Regions from separate parts of the Zea mays genome. Here all the other regions are linked to region 3. A link is a contact called in public Hi-C data. All regions are on one chromosome and are shown on one strand. Each heading gives the region's core, a stretch centred on a gene start, on an enhancer-like site or on the middle of the called end of the contact. The rest is flanking DNA. Distances are from core to core; before and after follow the strand shown.

Region 1 (2,707 bases), core at 127-2,626, 420 kb after region 3:
TTTGGATACCAAATTTTCAAAAAAATAAGTTCGGAATTAGGACGACAAAGAAATAAAAAACCCCTCTAATACTTCCTCTAGTACTTTGTAATTTCAAAAGACAACTTATATTTGAATTGTGGGGTTCTCCAACAAGGAAATCCCCTTCAAAAATTGGCGTATGCTGCTATTTGCGGCGCACACACGGTATTCTTTAGTAAAAGGCGAAAGAATAGTTCGCTCTGTGTGCACCGCGCAGCTGCGTGGCTTCTCTTGGCTGCCCAGGTCCTCCTTATATGCTATTCCCACGTTCTGCAACAGACCTAAAGCAGCGAGGTGGTACTAAAACTGCTGGTGCCCGTGAACTAGATTGCCGCACGCGCTCTGCTCTATGTGCGCCCGCGGCTGCCGCGAACTGGGCCTGGCCCGTTACTCCGTGAGGGCGCGCTTGCAACGGTTGGTGCTAGGCCATCTCAGCAGAGATGGATAGACACCTCCGTGAGACTACTGTGAGAGGTTTTTTTTTTTTGCTCTTTCTCTACCTTGGCACAATGGCACGTTATAGACACTTGGGGACTGAATAAATTGGTGAGCAGGAGTTTTATGCTCAACCAGTCCGAATAGATACCTAGTCATCACATATTCTCTGTACCAACCGTACGTCAATATGTATGTTACTTCAGGGACGAACCTAGTACAAAATATGACTTAGGATGTGCTTCTAAGGATGAACTCTAAAATACCATAGCAGTGGCATCTAAATTAGGCTGAGTAGGGAACCTCATGTTAAAATTTAGACTCTAGTACTTGACACAAAAAATGTGCGGCACTCGGCTCTACTTGGGTCCGCCCTGCATTAGTTGGAGGATAAATAAGATTTTCTTAGTACACAAGTTTATAGTTTCTGTTCAAGTGTCGCCTACAAAAGGTAGAAGAGGATATCTAGCTATAATAAGTGTTTTATAAATATCCGTTCTCGAATATTTATCGTCGGCTACTTTATTTTTTTACTAAAATGTGATAAATGAAAAAGAACAGGTAATGCTCTAATTGTGTTTTTTCCGTATATTAGCATTGCTTCGAGCACATACCTTTCTAAACGAGAAAAATGCTAGCCATTCTAGATCATATGGGAGGAATAGAGTGTAGCTCCTACCAACTCACCAATAATAATACGGATGTAAGAAACAAAAGAATGTACAAAGAAAATCCAAATGAATAAAAGGAGAAACAATGAGTGGAAAATGATATGGAGCACCCAACAGTATACGCATACGCCAGGCACCACATGTCCATCCGCGACTCCGCGTCGGTATCCGTCAAGAAATTTTCAACAAAAAAAAAACTTAATTTTCCACTCCTATTCTTCCCCGACGCCGGGGACCAGCGCCAGCGCCACCAAGAAGTGACCCACCCAGGTAGCCAGGTAGGTAACCGCCCGTGCCCCGTCGCCGGCGATGGCGAGGTACGAGGCGTCGGCGGCCGCGCCGGGCGTAGACTTTCACCTTCCCGACGAGATCCTGGCCGTGATCCCCACCGACCCGTACGAGCAACTGGACGTGGCGCGCAAGATCACCTCCATGGCCATCACCTCCCGCGTCTCCCGCCTCGAGGCCGACTCTGGGCGCCTCCGCCGTGACCTAGCCGACCGCGACCACGCCGAGGCCGAGCTCCGTGCCCGCCTCGCCGACTCCGACGCGCGCCTGGCCGCCGCTCTCGACGAGAACGTAAGCTCCCCGCCCTTCCCTTTGCCCCGTAGAATTATGATTTGTGATTGGCTTCTTTGACTACGATCCTTTGTCGCGCAGGCGAAGCTAGCGAAGGAAAGGGACTCGCTCGCCGCGACGACCAAAAAGCTGACCAGGAATTTGGCGAAGGTATGGCCTTTACTAGCTTCCTAGGCCCATCTCAATTCTGGTTACAGGTTTTGGCTTCAGCATTGATTGTTATGTGAAGCCTGCAAATTTTGGGTAGAGGTGTGTTTCGAGTGTACAGTTAGTGGAATTGTTGGGGACTTTCACCAGACTCTGTTCTTTTAATGTTGTTTGCTTGTGTATATCAGAGATGTGCTTTTCAGTGGCCATGATTTTGGACATTTGGTAAAGATGGGACAAACAAGCATTTGATTATTATGAATTTGGATGGTCCGTATGTCTAGCATTGTTTGTAGGTAGTGTGCAAAGAGCCAGTTTTATTGTAGTGTAGTCGGCATCGCAGTGGAGAGTACGTCTTATGTTTTATCATTACTGACTTACTGTGATGAAAGAGAGACAGCCTTTGATTTGTTCTTGATGATTTGAAGTAGTAGATTTATTTTTATTTTTATTTTACTCTGGCAGATGGTTCAACTTTGGCTGGGTACAAAATTGTGATACTGCAGGGGGTTTATATCTTTCAGTCTTAATTACGGATTTTGTGTAGTTGGAAAATAGATAATTTTACTACAGATATTGAGGTTGCGTGACAGATTAATGTGATTCTAGAGAAGCCCGCTGGCCGCTGGTAGTAAATAATTTTGAATACGGTGTTATTGGTATCAGATTGTCAGGCCAGGTTTATGGAAACTGATTCAATAGAGAAATAGCATAAAAACAGGACAGGTTCAGTTACTACTTTACTGTCAGTCACGTTGCAGTTTCAGGCATAGTGTTGCAGGAACTATAATAATTGGATGTTTTTTTTTATGGAATTGACTGAAATTTTCGAACGGAACATTACTTGTCTGTGA
Region 2 (2,996 bases), core at 36-2,535, 380 kb after region 3:
ATACGAGGAGCCTGTAAGACGAATGCATGGTTGGGTGGGTAGGATGTCGGCATCGGTACGATAAAGCTAACCGAATTACTAGTATTTATCTGCACTTAATTTGGTGCTCTTAGTTTTATACTTGTTATTTAAAATCTAGTCCTCCGTGTGCTGTGTAATATGCTGTCAAAGAGATAGTTAGCCCGAAATTTTGCATGACAAAGAAGTGTCCCATGCTCGAAGTTTTTGAACATGTTTAGGCCCCGTTCGTTTCTCTAGGATTGGACCCGGATTTATTCCAACCTATCAAAACTTATATAAATTAGAGAAACAATCCGGTTAGGAACTATTTCAGGTCTTCAATCCGTGAAAAACGAACAGGCCCTTAGGGATGGGGGGAGTCGATCAAGTACGACTTTCGTGTGACAGTTAACGCGAGACGGGCGCATGTTGTTTGCGTTGCGCGCTGACGTAGGGCTTCGTTTCCGTGTTGAAATTTCTGGCAAACGGGCGTCCAGTTTCTCCTTTCTCTAAGCTGATCAAAGAAAAAAACGATTAATCAACGGCAGGTGACGACGTTGGGATTGAAGTCAAGTTGGCACACTTGGGCAGTACGGCCGAAAGGAAAGAAATGCAGGTATCCACGTGTTATACCTCATGCATGTAACCACTCTGACCGTTTTTATCATTTTCGCCTAGCTAGCACCTACTATACTGGTACGATTAGAAAAAAAACTAAGCGGATGTTTAAATGCACTAGAGCTAATAGTTAGTTAGCTAAAAATTTGATGGTAGAATTAGCTGGCTAACAAATAGATAACTACTAGCTAATTTATTAAAAATAGTTGATAGCTGAAATATTAGATAGAGTGTTTGAACGTCTCTAACTAATTTTAGCCACTAACTATTAACTCTAGTGCATTTAAACACCCCATAAACTACCACCATTTGCTTATAGTATAGTGGAAGTTGTCAAGTCACAAAACGCCCTATATAATGGAGATTGGAGGTCGACGTTGTACAATAACAAAAGTGCGGGAGTCTAAACTATTGTTCCACTGGATTCATTGGACCTGTGTCTTGTCAGCTCAGATAAGGTCCCCTTCAACTTGGGTTCTTTAAAAACCTAAATCGAGCTGTTCAATGACGAGCCCCAACGTGAAACCACACCACCCACCATCATCATGACTAGTTAATTCCATAATCACCACCTAACGAGCTTGATCAGTGCCCTGGCTTTCTCTCCAGCGTGCCAGAGTATCTGCTGCCTTTTGGTGGCGCCAATTTCATATAGGCCAAGTGGCAGTGGCTACCGCTGTGCGGGCCCTACTCGCTGCGTCATTGCACGATTCCATATAAATGTAGCTGCTGTCATGTGAGTGTGACACGTTTGTCCATTTCTTCTGTTCGGTTCGACAACTCGATTTCGATCCCCCACTTGTTTCAGAGATATCTGAAGGGAGCAGAAGCAGGAGCAGCAGAGCGAGCAGGCAGAGAAGGGACGATCGAGCAAGCAAGCTCCGGGCAGGGAGAGATGAGGAAGCCCAGGCTGAGTGTCGGCGGCGGCGGCGGCCTCCTCCATGGCTTTCCCTCCCCCGTGCTGCTGTTCTTGCTGCTGCTGCTGCTGAGTTCTTGGAGGGTGGCTGCCCAGGCGCAGCAGGCGCCTCAGACTGATCCGGTGGAAGGTACGTATGTAATAGGGTATGCAATTATGCATGTACCCCACTCGATCGACAGAGCTGTGCTCTGTAAGCTATAGCGATGGTTGTTCGTGTGCCGATGAGAGAGAGGCTTGCCTTGGCTCTGTGGACAGCGGCGGCGGTGAACGCGATCCTGAGCAAGCTGAGGCTGAGCGCGCCGCCGTCGTGGAACATCAGCGGGAACCCCTGCAGCGGCGCCGCGACGGACGACACGTCCATCGACGACAACCCTGCGTTCAACCCGGCCATCAAGTGCGACTGTTCCGACCAAAACAACACGCTCTGCCATGTCACTAGACTGTGAGTCCAGAGCTGCCGCCGCCGCCGCCGCGCTCCCTTTCTCTATCTCTCTCTCCATGACAGATTCACCAATTTTTTTTCCCATCCGATGCCGGTGGCGGTGCAGGAAGATAAACACACTGGACGCAGTTGGCCCCATACCTGAGGAGCTGCGGAACCTCACTCACCTCGTTAAACTGTATGTGCTGCCTGCCTAAAGCTCGTCTCTAAGGCCTGCACTCTTTTTTTTTCTTCAAACTATGTACTATGTATAGTCCCTTCGCCAACTGCTTGCTGTCCCTTTTTTTTGGCATGAGATTATTTCAGAACAAATACTAAGCTTTTTTGGCATGAGATTTCTGCGGTACAGAGGGCTTGTTTTCTCGGGGTAGCTGTCGGCTGTGGACTCTTGTTGGGCCAAGCCCATTAGCAAGTTGCAAATTTTCTCCGGTCTCTGCTGTTTCCGCTCCGCACCAATCCACCTCGAAATGGCCGAGGGATCGCCGGCCGCCGCTGGGCGCATACCATTGCTCTTCGACGGCGCAGACGGCCGTGTCTCACTTGCCCGTCGGAGAAACGAGGAGTGCTCCGCTCGTATTCCGATTTCAAGCTCGGTAGCTTTTCCCCGCAATTCCTAGCTCATTCTTAACCTAGGATAGTAGTTCAAGTCACCGTTGTGTCTGTACCGTATGCTTCCCTTCAGCGGCACAAGCCCACAACCACACTGGCTAATTTGTTTGCCTGCTGATTTTTTTGTGTGTGGCTTGGTCAGTGTCCATGATAACGCATGTATGTTCTCTTTTCACACTTGGGGTGCGCCGTGCTCGTAATGTTTGTTTGGTTAAGATCGTTTTTTCCTTAGGCAGGCATTAGTGAGATACCTAACTTGAAGCTGAAGGCGACTCGAAATCTCCAGTGCACATGAAGTTTTTCAGATTCATGTTGATAGTAAAAATCAGTAGCTGCATTCAACCAGTCCAGTTATCGCTTGAACTTGCAGGATTAACGCACCTTAAAATTTCAGGGACTTCAGAAAAA
Region 3 (2,700 bases), core at 198-2,697:
TATTACATTTATTATTAAAACATCTGCCACAATATATATTTTTTTAATTTAAAAATAATTGTTTTTATAGATATTGTTGGTCAAAGTTTCAAAACTTTGACTTAAGACAAACCTTTGTGACCTTAAGATAGGGAACAGAGGGAGTATGACATGAGTAAAATAGAATAGAGACCATTTAAAGAATAGCAGCCTAAAAAATGTTTCCCAAGGGAATATAATGGAAAGTTGGAAATAGGCGATCTTTTACAAGAATTTTGCATGCTGACTATGGTTGTATTTTAGTATTTACAGTTATTTTTTTGTTCACAAGTGCTACTCACGTACAGTAGTCATTTTTGTCAATTATGTTAGAGGCATACGTCCCACTCACCACATTAGTTGTTAGGTGGAAGAGAAGTAGCACTCTCTCCACAAATCGCATCATGCTATGAAATGGAAAAATGAAACAGGTATTTTGCCAAGTAATTGCTTGATAGCACAGTCCCAATAGTGACCACAAGCAACACGTGGAACTAGAAAAGTGGTAGAGTTTTCCATCCATGTACAGTACATCACTTTCTCAAAAAAAAGTGATGGTACTACTGGCCCTCTTAAACATCTCCTTGACCTAAGAGCAGTAGACATCTTCTTAACTGCATTACACAAAAAGATTTTTTTTCCCTTTCAGAAGATGCCTCCATCAGTCCAATTTATGGATTTGATCAAGATGGCTTCATGTTAACTACGAGCCTCCCCTTTTGCACAAAAAAGTCTATTGTTATCATTCCCCATCCATGCATACCAAATAATCACAAAGAAAAAGAAGTAGAAGTATATTATGTCTATAAAAATGCCCCCGATTCCCTAATTACCACAGATAAACTACTCACATCGAGCATGTGATCCAAGAACGGTATCCCTGTGCTACACTCGGCGACACCAGTGCCATCAAGGTTGATCTTCACGTGCACATTTGTCTCTTTGGTCACCCTCTTAACCTCTCCAATCCTAGAAGATCCTGAAGATTTTGAACGCAATCATTAAAAAAATGTGCTTGGAATAAATACAGTCAGTCGAAATAGCTACCGTAAAGAAGAACAAATATGAAATATGAAGTGCTGGGCACAGCTGAGGAACAAATCAAACACGAAGCTGCACAGAGAGCAAAAAATTCCAGTATGAAACACACGAACCACCTATTGAGTCTCCATGCGCGGTAGGGGGGCCGGCGGCGGCCATGGCAGGCGACGGCTTGAGACGAAGCGAGAAGCCGAGCGCCCTAGCGGAGAAAGCAGGGGCACGACCGACAACACACAGCGAGGTTCTGGGAATCGGGGAAGCCGACGTGGAGGGTAGGCGGGCGGGGGATGTTGAGACGAGCCGCGCGGTGGTCATCGCCGGCGGCGGCGCTGCCGGTTTGCCTGGAGGCAGTGGACAACGGGTTGGGGAGGAGATGAGGGCGCGTGGACTCTATTGGGCCTTGGGTGGTGTAGAGAAGCAGGTTTGCTTATTAGTTGGGCTGGTTGATGCTTCATTTTCTGGGCCATTTGAGGAAAACACTTTGTTGGGCCCGCGCCTCGGAGTTCTTCTCTAGGCTTGTTTCTATTTTCAATTCCACATTCCACAGTTCCCCTAGAAAGTCCACGTTCTGATTTCAAATTAATTTTTCAAATAATAGTTCATGCACAGACGCTTACGTTTACGTAGATTCGACTATTTTATTAAAAACAGGAACAAAATAAAACCGGGATGATTTTCCAGGAAAAGCTACATGCAACTATTTTGTTGGCGCGTGATCATGATTACAGAAAAGCAAATATATAGCAATCCATACCCCCTCATCATTATACAGTACTCCAACTTGTCCTCTGCCTCTCAGAGGAGGGAACCGTCCGCAGTAGCCTTTTTTTAATATCATTTTTGGATGTGATGAAATTGAAGGCGGGGATAAAGACTGCCACCAATTCAAGGTGTATTTATTGGGAACAGTTGGACCAAATTGACGCGCGCACGTAGCGCTAGCACAGCACACAGATAGACTTGCAATTATTATTTTATTTTATTGAAAAATGCCTTCTCCTGTTTACAAGCACTTGGCGTTTTTTTTTTTTTTTTTGATAACGATGCGCTCTTGTAAACATAACTTTGACAACTGTTTTCTGTTTCAAAACATAAATGACCCTCAAATTGGAAAGGTTTCACTCATATTGGTTCTTATACAGCACTACTAAGGCTAGTGTCAGTGTAAGTTCCATCAGGATTTCATTTGTATTTAAAATCGTGACACGTCAAAAAAAAAACTAAATTACTTAGCATGTTAATTATAAAAGAAGAGAAAGTGTGTTTCATCACGATGGAACAGGGTTAATTACGTAAAAGCTGATGTAGCAGTTTTGATAGCTGTGCTGTAAATCTCCCTACCGAGATTGTACAATAGAGTATTTACAGAGCAGATCATAGAGCATAAGAGAGTGCAGAGAAGGCAATCAATTCAAATGCAAAGACCAAGACAAGCGAGGAAGAAGATTTCTATTCGATGCATGGATTTGGTGGATGTTTGCATCAGGTGGTTTGATAAACGTGCGTGTGATTTGGAGGAAATGCGTTGGACATGGATGAACGGGGGGCCCACCCTAGCCTATAACTCCGCTTCGTTCCTTCCCTCATTGAATCCCTCCCCCATCATCTGCACAGATTTTTCAACCAGGAACCACTCTGCAT

Evidence for each region. Hi-C and Micro-C count contacts between places; a contact is called where the count stands out from the background.
Region 1: a Hi-C map of tassel shows a contact between it and region 3, with 2.0 times the contacts expected there. The contact joins the promoter of LOC100277416 here to the promoter of LOC100194281 in region 3. A contact is called at or near these places in 2 of 25 Hi-C or Micro-C datasets (ear and tassel).
Region 2: a contact with region 3 is called in a Hi-C map of ear, with 2.3 times the contacts expected there. The contact joins the enhancer-like site here to the promoter of LOC100194281 in region 3. A contact is called at or near these places in 2 of 25 Hi-C or Micro-C datasets (ear and tassel).

Annotation. Positions count from the first base shown.
Region 1 is chr2:10,414,282-10,416,988 of Zm-B73-REFERENCE-NAM-5.0, forward strand. It overlaps LOC100277416, which reads left to right and starts at 1,377. Exons shown (of 10, transcript NM_001150981.2): 1 at 1,377-1,706; 2 at 1,788-1,856. The coding sequence starts at 1,437. LOC111590992 (U5 spliceosomal RNA) reads right to left here and starts at 240; the gene lies at 123-240.
Region 2 is chr2:10,372,401-10,375,396 of Zm-B73-REFERENCE-NAM-5.0, forward strand. It overlaps the pseudogene LOC103645940. Among protein-coding and RNA genes, the nearest start is that of LOC103645941, 37 kb to the right of the region's middle. Within about 2 kb of position 1,286, at least 19 of the 20 cell types and tissues checked have an H3K27ac peak or open chromatin away from gene starts, as enhancers often do. A contact at or near this core is called in ear and tassel, where this site is marked.
Region 3 is chr2:9,991,425-9,994,124 of Zm-B73-REFERENCE-NAM-5.0, forward strand. LOC100194281 (Imidazoleglycerol-phosphate dehydratase 1 chloroplastic) reads right to left here and starts at 1,448. Exons shown (of 8, transcript NM_001367084.1): 1 at 1,173-1,448; 2 at 870-997. The coding sequence starts at 1,374.